5 separate regions of the Mus musculus genome follow, and regions 1, 2, 3 and 5 are each linked to region 4. A link is a contact called in public Hi-C and promoter capture Hi-C data. All regions are on one chromosome and are shown on one strand. The core of a region is the stretch at or near the end of the contact, and the rest is flanking DNA. Distances in the headings are between cores, read along the strand shown. Region 1 holds the start of Polr2b (polymerase (RNA) II (DNA directed) polypeptide B). Region 2 holds the start of Cnot6l (CCR4-NOT transcription complex, subunit 6-like). Region 3 holds the start of Rchy1 (ring finger and CHY zinc finger domain containing 1). Region 4 holds the start of Ythdc1 (YTH domain containing 1). Region 5 holds the start of Ccng2 (cyclin G2).

What was found. Promoter capture Hi-C pulls out the DNA fragments that hold promoters and counts their contacts. A called contact is a pair of places that touch in the nucleus more often than the background predicts.
Region 1: a promoter capture Hi-C map of pre-B cells shows a contact between it and region 4. The contact joins the promoter of Polr2b here to the promoter of Ythdc1 in region 4.
Region 2: a promoter capture Hi-C map of pre-B cells shows a contact between it and region 4. The contact joins the promoter of Cnot6l here to the promoter of Ythdc1 in region 4. A contact is called at or near these places in 2 of 39 promoter capture datasets (cranial neural crest and pre-B cells).
Region 3: a promoter capture Hi-C map of pre-B cells shows a contact between it and region 4. The contact joins the promoter of Rchy1 here to the promoter of Ythdc1 in region 4. A contact is called at or near these places in 1 of 39 promoter capture datasets (pre-B cells) and 3 of 484 Hi-C or Micro-C datasets (CD4 T cells, CD8 T cells and regulatory T cells).
Region 5: a contact with region 4 is called in a Hi-C map of neutrophils, with 7 times the contacts expected there. The contact joins the promoter of Ccng2 here to the promoter of Ythdc1 in region 4. A contact is called at or near these places in 1 of 39 promoter capture datasets (cranial neural crest) and 2 of 484 Hi-C or Micro-C datasets (CD4 T cells and neutrophils).

The regions. Positions count from the first base shown.
Region 1 is chr5:77,309,219-77,311,918 of GRCm38.p6, reverse strand. It overlaps Polr2b (polymerase (RNA) II (DNA directed) polypeptide B), which reads right to left and starts at 1,435. Exons shown (of 25, transcript NM_153798.2): 1 at 1,289-1,435. The coding sequence starts at 1,307. It overlaps Noa1 (nitric oxide associated 1), which reads left to right and starts at 1,833. Exons shown (of 7, transcript NM_019836.3): 1 at 1,833-2,700. The coding sequence starts at 1,863.
Region 2 is chr5:96,160,633-96,163,332 of GRCm38.p6, reverse strand. It overlaps Cnot6l (CCR4-NOT transcription complex, subunit 6-like), which reads left to right and starts at 1,343. Exons shown (of 12, transcript NM_144910.2): 1 at 1,343-1,396. Gm52799 reads right to left here and starts at 1,538. Exons shown (of 2, transcript XM_030254979.1): 1 at 1,442-1,538; 2 at 1-1,194. The coding sequence starts at 1,538. The coding sequence ends at 578.
Region 3 is chr5:91,961,750-91,964,449 of GRCm38.p6, reverse strand. It overlaps Rchy1 (ring finger and CHY zinc finger domain containing 1), which reads left to right and starts at 1,382. Exons shown (of 9, transcript NM_026557.4): 1 at 1,382-1,820. The coding sequence starts at 1,731. It also overlaps the pseudogene Thap6.
Region 4 is chr5:86,802,949-86,805,648 of GRCm38.p6, reverse strand. It overlaps Ythdc1 (YTH domain containing 1), which reads right to left and starts at 1,383. Exons shown (of 17, transcript NM_001347375.1): 1 at 1,058-1,383. The coding sequence starts at 1,085.
Region 5 is chr5:93,266,177-93,268,876 of GRCm38.p6, reverse strand. It overlaps Ccng2 (cyclin G2), which reads right to left and starts at 1,304. Exons shown (of 8, transcript NM_007635.4): 1 at 1,080-1,304; 2 at 118-255. The coding sequence starts at 255.

The DNA.
Region 1 (2,700 bases), core at 186-2,685, 9.5 Mb after region 4:
ATTCAGAAACTCTGAAAGAGAGTCAACTCATGCCCACCATGCCCTGTACAGCTTTCCAAATAGTATGACCTTCCCCCACCCCCTCCATGCCTAAGACTGACTGCAGAGCATGGCCCACACTAGGCAGTACGAGCACCAGGCTACATCTCCAGTCCAGTAAGAAAGCTTCGTTTGAGCATCACGCTCCTGTTAAAAGTATCTGAAGAGTGAAATATGCTCTACAGAAATATATAGTCTGAGGGCCATGAACCTGAATTCAAACTCCAGGACCTCTATGGTACACCCCATGAGTGCGCCCACATTCATACATATGCACAAAATAAATAAATGTCATATGGTTTTAAAGCTCCTAAATTTCCTTCAAGTAAGAATAACTTTAAAAAGAATATAACGATTCTAATAGATTCTAATGAGGTATGAATGGGTCTGAGACATTGAAGCAATTTTAAAAGTTAAAGCGTTTGCTTCTATTGTTTCCATGAGAAAAGGGGGAGGGAGGGGAATGCATAGGACAGCCACAAAGTTGGGAGCTGGAATAAAATGATTTTTGATCAGAGAAAAGGGAGCTTAAAAAAAACACACACACAACATGAAAATAAAATGGGTAGGACTAAGAAGTGTTCATACAAAAAGTAAAAAGCCATTTTGTCCTCGTGAAAATGGAAAACATACCATCCTAGAACTGTCATCTCGTGGGAAGTGACCGCTTAAGGCCATCTTTTAAGGCAGTTTACTTAAACTGAAGACAGTGTGAAGGAATGTCAACCCAGAACCCGTTCTTTGTCCCTAATACGTCCAGAGTTTAACAATGTCTAACACAAGGACGTGGTCAAAAATTGAGCTTCCTGGGCCTAGAAATATGGCTCAGAAGCAGAGTATGTGCAGACAGGCCCTGGGTTCAATTCCCTGTGCCGTTTAATAATAATAATAATAATAATAATAATAATAATAGCTATTCAATAAGTCGACTGAAATGATAAATGAAATCAATCAACATCAAACAACTAAATGTTAGTTAATAAGCTACGCTATGTCGATTCTGGAAGGTGGTTACAGATTTAACGGGAGGCCGTGTAGGGAGCAATCAAGCCGACCCAGGAACGTGAACCCCGAGCCTGCACCGCTAGCAAAGCCCACTTCGTTCCCGGGCTAAATCGTAGGAACCAGGCTGCCGGGAGCCCGCGCGCCACGGACGGGATGCGGCGGCTGGCGCTGATCCCTGCTGCAGGTCCCCCGCCGTCCCGCCTAAGGGGCTATAGCGTGAAGCGTGCCTCAAGCGGTCACTTACCCTCGTCGGCGTCATACATCTTGGCCAAAGGTTTCTGGAGCTCTTACTCGGAATCGCAAAGCTGGAGACGGGAAGCGCGGCGGCAAACTCAAGAGTGCGATACCAAGCAATGTCCGTCTCCGACGTTCCCAGAATCCTCGGCGTCTCAGCGAGGGGGCGGGGTGTGAGGCTTGCGCCTGCGCAGACGACTGGCAAAGGGTCTGGCTGGACTTGAACTACGCATGCGCGAGTGATGACTAGCTGGCTGCCGCTGAGGACAGACGGCTCCTTAGCCAGAAGTTAGGTTACGCTAATGAAAGTTTCTTGCTGCGTGTTTTGATTTGTTTGAAGATTTATGAAAGAAATGGCTCCGCGTGTGGACTGAGCACTGGAGAACCTTCTGCTCACCCAGCTCTATCGAGTCCGTGCCTTTGCACGTCTGCCTGAACTCTCGAGTTTCAGAGCTGTCATCGCGAGAGTGCGAGAATCGGCCGCACTGTTGGACAGTTCCCTCTCGTCTAGTCGCTGGGGGAGGAACTTCTCGGACGCGAGCGCGCGTGCGCGCGCGAGGCCCCGCCCTCCTCGCGCTGTCCACATGCTGCCCGCGCGCCTGGCTTGCGGGCTGCTCTGCGGGCTCCGGCGGGGCCCCGCGCCGGCCGCTGCGTGCTACGGCCCAGCACGGTGGCTTCTGGAGGGGAAGTGTGAGGTCCCCATCCGCCAGCGTGCATCATCCTTGGGCCGTCGGGTTCCCCCGAGCTCCACGGCGACCGAGGACTATGCAGAAGGCCCGGACACGGAGGAACGCTTTCTGTTCCCGGAGTACGTCCCGGAGCGGACCCCGGAGGAACAAGTGCGGGAGTTGCAGGAGCTGCGGGAGTTGCAGCAGCTGCAGCAGGAGAAGGAACGAGAGAGATTGCAGCAGCGGGAGGAGCGGCTTCAGCAGAAGCTGCGGGCGGGCTTCCGGACGCTGCCTGTCCCGGAGTTTCCAGACGCCTCGGTGCCGCCCAGCGGCATCTACTGCTCGGGCTGCGGAGCCGAGCTGCACTGCCAGCATCCCGGCCTGCCGGGCTACCTGCCGGAGGAGAAGTTCCGCGACGCTGCCCAGGCGGAAGGCGGCCCGGCGCGGACCGTGTGCCAACGCTGCTGGCTGCTGGTGCACCACGGACGAGCCCTGCGCCTGCAGGTAAGCCGCGATCAGTACCTGGAGCTTGTGAGCGCAGCGCTGCGGCGTCCCGGGCCGGCTCTGGTGCTCTATATGGTGAATCTTCTAGACCTGCCGGACGCCCTGCTGCCCGACCTGCCCAAGCTGGTGGGCCCCAAGCAACTCATCGTGCTGGGGAACAAAGTGGACCTGCTGCCCCAGGACGCTCCCGGCTACTTGAAGCGGCTGCGGAAGCGGCTGTGGGACGATTGCATCCGCGCCGGGCTCGTGG
Region 2 (2,700 bases), core at 94-2,593, 9.4 Mb before region 4:
CCAGCACAGAGCCATGCGCCGGGAGAGACGGAAAAGTGCAAAATCCAAGGCAGCACTCTGCCTTGCAGAGCACATGCAATTTGCTTCTAGCTTTGTTGGAAGAAGCTTCAGGTGGCACAAGTAAAATCCTCCGGACTTAAAATAGCAAGCTCCATTCACACGGTAACCAATAATATTTCCAGTTTACACTTAAATGTTTTCACTCCGTAACCGCCGCAAACTGCCAAATACAATTTTATCGCGAGAGAGGATTAAAAATAGGACGGGGTTATCGCAGAGCGTCATAGGCTTTTAAACCCACCTCCCGCCATGCAATTTACACATGCTGTTTTTAAAAAGAAGAAGAAGAAGTCAAGAAACCCACTGAGGACGTCAGAAAACATTTCCTTGGGTCGTTCCACCTCACCTGAGGTCTCCTTAATTAACCACCCAGAATGCCCTGAGCTCTGCTGTGGGCCTGCGTGGGCCAGCGTCAGGAAACAGTGCAAGCACCCGCGTGTCCCTTCCCCATCCCCAGCATCAGCACCTAGGTTCTGCTAATCGTACGAGTCTTCTCGGCTTCTACCCTCCACTCAATCTAATAAAGCAGTTTTTTTTTTTTTCCCAAAACACCAGCGAGGGCGACGGTAAGAAGCGAGCCAGGCGCTTGGCCGTCCCGCGCGCACGCGCAACTCCCGAAGCGCGGCGCGCCGGGGCCCCGCCCCCTTCCCCTCACCCCACCCCTCGGCGCCGGGGAGTGACTGACTCCCGCCAGCCCCTCCACGTCAATCAACTCTCCTCCTCCTCCTCCTCGCACTCTCTGCACCTTGTTATTAATCTCTAAAGCGATAGCGCCTGGACTTCTCTCCCCGGCCCTCGGGGTTGTGAGCGTGTGTGAATTAGAGCGAAGGCATCGAAAGCTCGCGTCTCTCTCTCTCTCTTCTCCCTCTCTTTTTCTCTCTCCTCGGCCCCGGCCTCGGCAGCGACCCGGCTCGGCATCGACCCCCGCGGCGGCGGCAGCCTCAGCGCCAGGAGGCCAAGGCCAAGGGCGGGCTCCGCGAGGCTTTCGCAGCGGCGTCTCCGGCGACCGCGGGCCCTCTCCTACGCGCCCCGGTCGCCCCGGTCCTGCGCGGCGCGGCCCGCGTCCCCCCTCCCCGCCCCCCGATCCGTCTGCTCTGCGCTCCCTTCGGCCGCCCTCCGCCGCCTCGGTGGTTCCTCAGGCGGCCCGGCCCGGCCCGCCCGCCCCGCGTCCCCTCCGGCCGGTGCCTCTCCCCCCGGCGGGCTGCCTGCATGTCTTTACTGCCCTCAGCCCCGCCGCCACCGCCGCCGCCGCCTCCCCCGCCGCCGCAGCCCCAGCAGCAGCCGCCCCGCCGCCGCCGCCGTCGCCGCCGTCCGGACCCTGGCGCGCTGAATGCAGGTGAGGAGGGGGCGCGGGCCTCGACTCCCGGCCCTGCGCGCTCGCCTTCCGGGGCCCGGCCTCCCGCCGCCGCCGCGGCCCCTCGGGGTGAGCGGGCGGGCGTGGGTGTTTGTGTTTGCGTCTGAGGTCTGGAGGGGAGCATCTGTGGGGCCCTGGTGCGCGCGCGCGTGTTTGTGTGTGTGTGTTTCCCCAGCCGCGGGGAAATGGCTGCTGGTGCTCGTTCAGGGCCCGCGGAGGAGAATGAGGTAGAGTGTTTCCGTGCCTCGGAGTCGGACCGGGAGTGGAGCGAGGGGGAGCGCGTCTCCCCGGGGAAGTGAGGTGGGCGAGGGACGAACGTGTGTGGGTGTGTGAGTTGGGACTTTGGCGGGCGGGAGGCGGCCCCGCGGCGAGTGGGTGTGCGTGTGTGTCGCGTGTGTGTGTGTCTGCGTGTGTGTGTGTCGGGCGGCGGGAGCCGGCCCGCGTCGCCTCAGGGGGCGCGGGTTCCAGGCCGTGTGCGTGTGGGGAGGGGGACGGAGTCGGGGACCCCAGAGCGTCGAGGTCCTTCCGCTTCGAGGCCGGGGCTCAGAGCCTCACAGGTGAGAACGGCTCGGCGGGAACCCACGCCGTGGACGCGGGAGGCAGTGCGGCCCCCACGGCGGCGGGCGGCGGGCAGCGGGGGCTCGGGCCGCGGTTCCCGAGGCCGGGGCCGCGGCAGGAAGCGCGCCGGCCTGCAGCGCGGCCTAACCGTCTTCGCGCCCGGTGGCCTCCCCAGACGCTCCTGGGACTCCGTCCTCGCGCGGGCCCCGGGCGCTGCCCCGGGCCTGGCCAGGTGAGGGTCGGGGGCGGGACACGCGGATCGTGGTCGCCTGTGCCGCCTCCGCGTCTCCCAAGGGGAGAGGAAGGCATATTTTGGCGTTCTAACTGCAGGCCTTCCCAGGCTGGCGTGGGGAACCCGAGGGAAAGTGAATCAAAACAGGAAATCTCGGAATTCGTGGGGTTCGGATCTCCTCTTTCCGTCCGTCCTTTAAGGCTGTGCGAGCAGAGGCTTGAGTAAATACGTTCTTTGTTGTTGCAGTTGTTGCAGCGGATACTTTATCGTTGGTTAGATTTTTCACTTCCCTGGAAATCACTCTGGAAAGGCAGAGAGGAAGAAAGGGAAACTGGCCTTGTTGGCCTGTGGTGTTGGTGGGATTGGATCAATTTTGTGAATTTGAAATGGCTTATATCCTGCCTCCTAGAGGGAAAGGCGTGGACACAGAACTGAGGAGGTCAGTGAGGAAGAGGAAGTTCCCGGAGCTGTCATCTTAACCCTACCGGCGGCTTAT
Region 3 (2,700 bases), core at 133-2,632, 5.2 Mb before region 4:
TCTGGAGCTACAATTACTTTGACATATACAGGAGGCAATAATCAGACTTCTCAACATTTCTAAGCTAGTTCAATATTGTTTTGGGACATGGTAGCACATAGGTTCTTTTTATTTCCCTGCCTAGTAAAGTAACTAGATCTTTCCCTAGTAATAACAGTGCTTCACAAAAGCTGCGAACATCCTAAGTATGCTTATTAAATCCTATTAGACCCTTCCTAGGGTGTCACAGGAATGGCTAAACACTAAATTAGAATCCTCAAACTCACACAGCTAAATAATCCTTGATCTGAACATGTAGTTTACAGTGAACCACTCCACCTCATCTATTTCTAAAAAGAAGGTATGGGTATTTGAACAGAGCCCTCAGTTAGATGATGATCGACATATGAACAGTAGAGACCGTAACACAGTTAGAATGCAAACATTAGCAAAGACGAGCCTGACAATTTGTGCGTGGGGGTATTTTATTTTTGGTGGGGGTGCTATCTGGTCTTTCATTCCTTGGCACTTGAAACTTGCACATTATAAAGGGACCATTGTCAGTTCAAATTTAACAAGGTTATTTTAAAAAGACTGGGAACAAAAGCTTGTAACTGCAGACTCTGGTAGAATCATTTTTAGTAAAAAGTTAAAAGTATCTGGCTTGAGTACAGCAAAGTCTTACACATGAAATGTCAGTCCTTTTAACTTGGAATTTGGTAAACAGCGAGAGGCACATCCAATGGCCGAGCAACCTTTCACCATGTTTTTAGCAACTCCTAACACAACTGGAAGAGAATTAAAACGAGTTAGTAACTCCAGGGCTAAGCTAAAGGCATCTCCTCCCGGACAATTGCCTCCCTTCTCCCAGATCCCAACACCTGAAGTTTTGCTGATAAAATGCTCTAAGTCTTGGTATTTTGTAAGAGTGGACATAAAGTTATGCACCTTGAGGTCTGAGATTCAAACTCTGCAGGCTTCTTTATTTCTCTCATGTTCTTACGGGCCAGATTTTTCTCTCCCACAGGTCTGGTACACACTAACTCCTGCTGGCGTACTGTTTGCCATTCAACTTTCAGCTCGAGCGTCTCCTTCCCCAGGGACACCACACAGGACTGTCCTTCCAGTGTGGAAGTTGTGACCTCATCTAATGCCGTGGCGTTCTCCCCCTCCCCATTTGTGAGTTCCACGGGGGCGTGGCGTGGCTACTTGTTTTTCACTTTGCGTTCTTAAGTCCTGGGTGGGTGACAGCACAATATTTTCTAAAGGGGGCGCAGGGAAAAAAGGAGACCGGGACAGCCGCCGGCACTCGGACCTGCGCGCGCAGCCGCCGAGCCCCGCCCCCTTTCGGAGCAGCCGCGGGAGGGGCCGCTCCTCACCGGCGCCGGCGGCTCGCAGCAGCGCCCGCCAGACGACGCAGCGGTCCCCTTCGCCCGCAATCAGGGCTGGCAGCGATGCCGGGGCGGGGAAAAAGAGCCAACCTAAGACTTACTACCATTAGCAGTGACGACAGCGACTAACGTGGACGACGGACTAAGCGTCTCACTTGGCTTCCACCCCTTACACCAGGGACCGGAAATCCGGATGCTGCAGATCACGTGATTGGACCCCCCCTTCCTGACTCTGGTGGCCGCTGCTCCGAGGAGGAGCGGGTGTCCGACCGACTCTGCTTCCTTAAGGCGTGGCTTCCAAGCTGGGGGAAAGGTTCAGTGGCTGGTGAGGGGGAGGTGGTGGAGGAGGAGGAGGAGGAGATGGCGGCGACGGCGCGGGAAGATGGCGTCCGCAACCTGGCGCAGGGGCCGCGGGGCTGCGAGCACTATGACAGAGCTTGTCTCCTCAAGGTGACGACTTTAGAGGGTACCTCCTCGATGAGCTGCGGTCGGGTCTGGCAAGGGCAGGTTGGGCAGAAGCTTCAGACCGAGCTGCTTGTCAGGATACCTGCCATCTGGAGTTGGGCTCTCCTTGCAGGAAACGTTTTGGCAAGGCGAGCAGGAGCTCTGTACTCGATCGCCGCTGCAAGCCAAGTTCTTGTTTGTAAAGACTTGGCCCTTGCTTAAATTCACCTCCCTTGTGGGTTTATCCGTCATTTGCGGTTGACAGTAGAATGAGGAAGTGAAAGGGCCTTGGCATTTCTGTCAAGTGCGTATGATGCAGTGATGAAAGCATAAGCAAGGGAAGAATCAGAATATAATTTCTGTACGTGTAGGAAGTTTATAGTATGGCTTGTCAGCTTCATTTTTTTGTCTAGGAATATGCCCAGACCTGTCCAGGAGAAAATGTCTGTGTGAAGTGAGAGTTGGGTGATTGCCATTAAGTTGGATATTGGAGGAGTGCCTAATACATATATGCTGTCATTTTTCCTGCTTGAGACGTTCTAGTCATCTAGAGTTTTTAAAAATGACTCTCACACAGTTAAGACTTACCTGATTTTTTTTTTTAAGAAGCAGTTTTAATATTTTGTTGAGAAAGCCTGAGATTTGAGCTGGGGTTATAACTCAGCCTTAGAATTGAGTTTATAATGCTGAAGGCCTTGGCTTCAGTCTTCAGAAGTCGCCTCCCACTGAGAAGAAACTTTGACTCTTGGAATCCTATAGCTTTCCCTTCATAGTTTAGATTGTCCTTAACTTGCTGTGTAATTTGGAGCAAGCTACTTTTTAAAGAGCTTGCATATAAAATATACAAGTTTGGAAGCTGGTCTTAGTGGTAAAGGCCTGTAGCTCC
Region 4 (2,700 bases), core at 134-2,633:
TTTGAGGCCAGCCTGTCTGCAAATCAAGTTCCAGAACAGGCAGGGCTACATGGAAACCATGTCCCTAAGGGGGGGGGGGGGGGGAGGATGCTTATGACAAAGACAGATCTTTAAACATATTCCCACTCAAGACAGACCAGAAAAGTGGAAAAAAGCTTTAATGACTGTTCAGCCCACTTAACAAATCTCCACCTCAAATTTAATGAGCCACAAGCAGAGATTTGTGAAATGCAGGGCAGCAAGTGTGCACTATTTTCTTCTAAGACTGTCGCGATAGTCCCAGAGCTGAGAACTCTCTCAAGACTGCATCCCATCTAGACGAGTATCTTCTATGGTCTGGATCCTATACTGGCATCTGTGGTCTCTATATAGTATTTCAGAAGAAATGACATTTTATCAACTAAAATGTTTTCTTTTTATCTTTCCAAGTCTCTCTAGCCTCCACCTACGTATTCCTCGCTGAATCTTTTGAGAACTCTGCACTATTCTGGGAGATCCGTTGCTAGGACTTTTGGAAGAAGGGGCATGGGTGTTTGTTTGTTTGTTTGTTTTTTTCCTAATATCTTTCTTTCCAAAGTAAATACTCGAGGAATAAAAGAAGCGATTCTTAGCTTATCCAAAAGATCAGTGAGAAGCTACTTACAGGTATTTCTCATGATTAATAATCCACCTGAATGAATTAAACTAGTCTACTCACTAGTCTAACAATGCTAACTGTGACGTTATTTTCGAAAAAAGTCAACCAAAAAGACGACAGTTCAGAAAAATACGCATTACATCCGCATAATCCGGCCAGGAAACGTGCCCGGGGGCAAGTTCCTCAAAGCAAGCCCTCTCCCAACCGCTCCCGGGAGTGACGAGAGAAGCAAAGCCCTGGTCGAGGTGGGAGCCGCCGCAGAGACGAGGACGCCGGGCCCAGCAGGCCAGGCCTCGCAAGGAGCGGGTCACGATGCGGCCGCCTGCTCTGCGCGAGGCCCTAACCTCCCGCCTCGCCCGCAGGCCGCGGCTCCTAGGTCCCCTCGCCCGGCCGCCCCGAGGCCCCGTCCTCCACACTCACCTTTCTCCTCCCGGCTGTCGGCCGCCATGGCTGCCCTCCGGCTTCCGCCGCCGCCACCGCCGCCGCCGGGACGCGAGTCGCGCGGGCGCCGCAGACGCGGCCGCAGGCGCACGAGTCCGTCCGTCAGTCCGTCCGGCGGGCCGCGCGCTTCGACCTGACCTGCTCCACTCAGCTTCCTACGCGCAACCCTTCCTCCCGTGCTCTGGTTCTCTTCCCGCCTGGCTCTCTGGCCTCGGTCGGCGCGGGCTTCAGCCTTCCTGTTGGGGTTCGGCCACCACAGAGACAAGGGGGAGGAGAGAGACACAGATGGCGACGCCGGGCGGCGCTAAAATGGAGCCTGCTTCCTGCGCGAAACAATCCCGCTCCCGAAATGCCTTGCGCTGTTTACGCTCTGTGCCTCTCGCGGAACGTCACAGTGCGGGGAACCGGGGCGGGGGCGGAGGCGGGGACGGGGACTGGAGCGAGAAGCGGGACGTAAGAGGGCGTGACTTCGGCACGTCGTCCCGCCCCGCGCGCAAACTTGACGTCCAGGGAACCGCCCTCGTTCCAGAGGATAATCGGTATTTAGGCTTCTCTGCTGTGCTTCCTACAGCTCAAGGATGCAGACATCTCACCAGAAACGTTTGGAAGGCCTTGAATGGTTAGTGTGAGACACCATCAGAAAGGGTGTTATGTCTTTCTTTGGTTTTACGAGACAGGGTTTCTCTGTGTGGCCCTGGCTGTCCTGGAACTCACTCTGTAGACCAGGCTGGCCTCGAACTCAGAAATCCGCCTGCCTATGCCTCCCAAGTGCTGAGATTAAAGGCATAAACCACCACTGCCCGGCTATGTCTTTTTTATATATTTAATTTTCTTTTATTTGATTAGTAGTGTCTACTACTTCTTTTTAAATATTGTTCTAGGACCAGGGGTTAAGAATAGCTTTATTGTTGGGTGGTATTTGGGCTCATCTTTAATCCCAGCACTGGAGAGGCAGAGGCAGAGGCAGAGGCAGGAGGATCCCTGTGAGTTCGAGGCCATCCTGGCATACAGATTGAGTTCCAAGACACCCATGGCTACACAGAAACCCTGCTTCAAAAATAAACAAACAAATGTGTTCTCCCTCAAAGGAAGTCTGAGTTTATCTTCTAGTTAAGGCAGCCAAGGTTTGAGTAAACAAATTGAAAGTTGTGCTGACGCCAGGAGTGGTGGTGCACACCTTGAAACCCAGCATTCTGAAAGCAGAGGCAGGGGAATCTCTGAGTTAGAGCCCAGCCTGGTCTATAGAGTGAACAGTACTGGGATAGCCAGGGCTACAGTGAAACCTTAGCTCAAAAGAAAAACAAACAAAAAAAAATGGAAAGGAAGAAAAAAGACAAAAGGGAAAAAGAAAATTGTGAACTTTATTAAAAAAAAAAAAAGCTAGCTAGAAAAGGGTGATGCATACCTTTAATCCTCCCATTAGGGAGGAGGCAAGCAGATATCTGAGTTCAAGAACAGCCTGGTCTACAAAGCAAGATCCAAGACAGCCAGGGCTACACAGAGAAACCTTGACTTGGAAAACAGAGAGAGAGACAGACAGACAGACAGACAGACAGTTGCTATAGTGATAAGACCCCTTTTTATGGAGAAAAGCTAGTACAGAGGCCCTCCTGTGGAGGTGA
Region 5 (2,700 bases), core at 55-2,554, 6.5 Mb before region 4:
GTACGGTGAGGCCAATTTTGGATTTAACTTTTTAGCCTTTGGTACTGATTTGGTACGAGGAAAACCAAAAAGTTACCTTCCCACCTTCCCCCAAGTCCTATCAATTCTCAAATTTACCTCCGGGGTAGCCTCCATCAAGATCAGCCCTTTTTCCCGAGGTTGGTATCTCTGTTCTTGTTCCAGGTAGAAGTTCAACAATCCGAAAAGCTGAACCCCTTCGCCACCTGCCAAGTGCTTGGCCCCCAAATCCTTCATCTGCAGCAAATACACCGCGGCCGGTTAAGAATATAATCCGGATACGTAGGGTGTGAGAGCAGAAGGAGCTGGCCGCGATCCCTCCAGCTAGGGGCGCCCCAGATCACGCAAGCCAGAACCGGGTGAGGGGGGGATCGGTCACGTCCGCCAGCCTCAGGGGAATCCTCCCCTAAAGACATGGAGGCGTGGCATGGGGGGGCAGTATCTCGGTCACCTCCGCTGGCCAGGGCTAGTTCTGATCAGCTCTGTGGCCGACAGCGTTTGACGTACAGGAAAAGTGTCCAAGAAGCGTAATGTCCCCTACTGTCCGCATCACCTGGACAGCACAGCAGGGACTTCTAACTAGACTCTAGGCCCTAGAGGAAAGCGGGGGACCGGAAGACTGAAGCCACCGAAGCGGGTTCTGGGGCGGGGCGTTGCACAATAGGAGAGAAGGGAGGGGGAGTCTCGAGACTGAACAAAGAACTGGAAGGAGGCGGCTTCGGAGCCCCGCCCCGGGAGCCCGTCGCGGAGCCCACCTCCAAGCTACCCCCGCAGCTTCTGCAGCTTTGACGAGCCCCGCAACTCGAGACAGGGCGGCCCAGTAGCTTGGGGGATGCTGGGGAGACAGTGGGGAGTCCAGTACGCCCGCAGCGAGCAGTAGCCTAATACTTGGGCTCAGTAACGGTGCGAAGCCCCGGGGCTGTCAACCCACCGTATAGCCTCAGAACACCCTGGAGCCCCTGTCAGTCCCTCAGCTGCGGCTGGGGGACTCCACCATCAAAGCAAACCGCGATCCAGACCCGGAGCCACCAAACCCAGAGCCACCCGGGAGGCCCACTCACCGTGTCGGCCCCGGCGTCACGGACCGGCGCGGCGGGGGCGTCCGGACCCGTCTCCGAGCTCAGGGACCAGCCTCCTCAGCGGCACCCCGAGACCCGCATCCGACCTCCCCGCCGCCGCCCGGCCTCACAGCCCCGGCTGCATCTTGCTCCTCAGCGGGGCTCAGCGCCCGCCCTGCACCGCCACCTCCTCCCGGCTCCGCCGCAGCCTCCGGAGCTGAGCAAACCCCTTGTTTTTGTTTTGAGTCTGCGACGCCCCCAAGGGGCGGGGCGCGTGACTGCGCGCGGAGGGATCCTCGCTCGCTCGCCCAGTGGATCTGAGAAAAAGAGTCCCTGCTCCGAGCCTCAGTTCCCAGCCTCTCTTGGCCCCTTCTGTTCCTCTTGGCCTTGCGGAGCCAGGATCTATGGTAGGGAGTGGAATCTGGATTCCAGCCTCATTTCAGAATGGAACCGGAAGGGAGCAAAGATGAGCGAGCCGATCGGAGAGCGGAAGGAGACAGTTTCTGGACGCCTCACACCTTTTAAAGGTCCCCCGATTTGTTTTGTTTTCGCTGTTTTGAAAAGTCCGCCCAAAGTAGCGGGCTCCCTGATTGGACAAGGGTGGGGCAAGCCGACTGCTGAGGACTTGATTTAATCTCGAATCTGGATTGGCTGGCCGACTGGCTGTTGCGTCCTCTGATTGGCTCTCAATATATCCCGACTCTCTTATCTTCTTCCGGGGCCTTAGCAACTCTGGGGTCTGGATTGCGCATGCTTGGGTGGGTGGCATTTGTGGTGCTCGGTTACGTGCCGGGGTCCACAGCTGCCTAGGAACTCTAGCTCAGTCTAGGCGAGGCCCGAGGCTGTCGCCTCTGGTCACACCCCGAAAATCCGAGGTCACATAACTCTGTAACAGCGTTTCCAGGAGTGCAGAAGGGCGTCCTGAACTTCTTAGTTGTACCACCGGTGTATTTTGCAATAAACAGTCAAGCTCTTAACATTCCAAGATGCTTACCGAGATAATTTTTTTTTAATCGATCTGACTCAGGAAAGAAAAAAAGCTAAATTCAACTAGTTGGTTACACAGCTGACTTGTTGAAGTTGGGCGGTGGGTAGTAGAGACTGCATTACAGAATTGTGAGTGCATTTGTGTGCCTTGAAATTTTTTTTCCATAATAAAAAGTTCAAAGGAGGGACCTTTCAATAAAAACTGCAGATTGATGAGGGTATATAGATATCTAATAAGTGTGCTTCTAGAGGTTATGGTTGTACTGTTTGCTTTTGGTTTTAATGAAGGCTCCCACAGCCTCTTGGTTCTTGATCGCCCATAAATTATCATTTATTGTCTATTATAATTAACGTTGTTATTAAGCTGACACCTCTCCTAAGGCAGAGCAAAAACCAAACCAACTAGATGCCTTAGGCAGGGCTAACTTTCACACGGAGTGGAGTATCTGTCGGGAGGCAGGAAAATTCCCTAGATTGTTTTGGTTTTGTTTGTTTGTTTTACTTTCTATTCCCTCAGATCTCTGCCTCCTAACAAACATGCAAATCGGTAACTTAGAGCCTTCATGAATTCTAAACAGCTAGCCTCTCCGAAATGAATTTTTTACTCTTGGGTGTGTTTTCTGTGAGTCACTTTGGA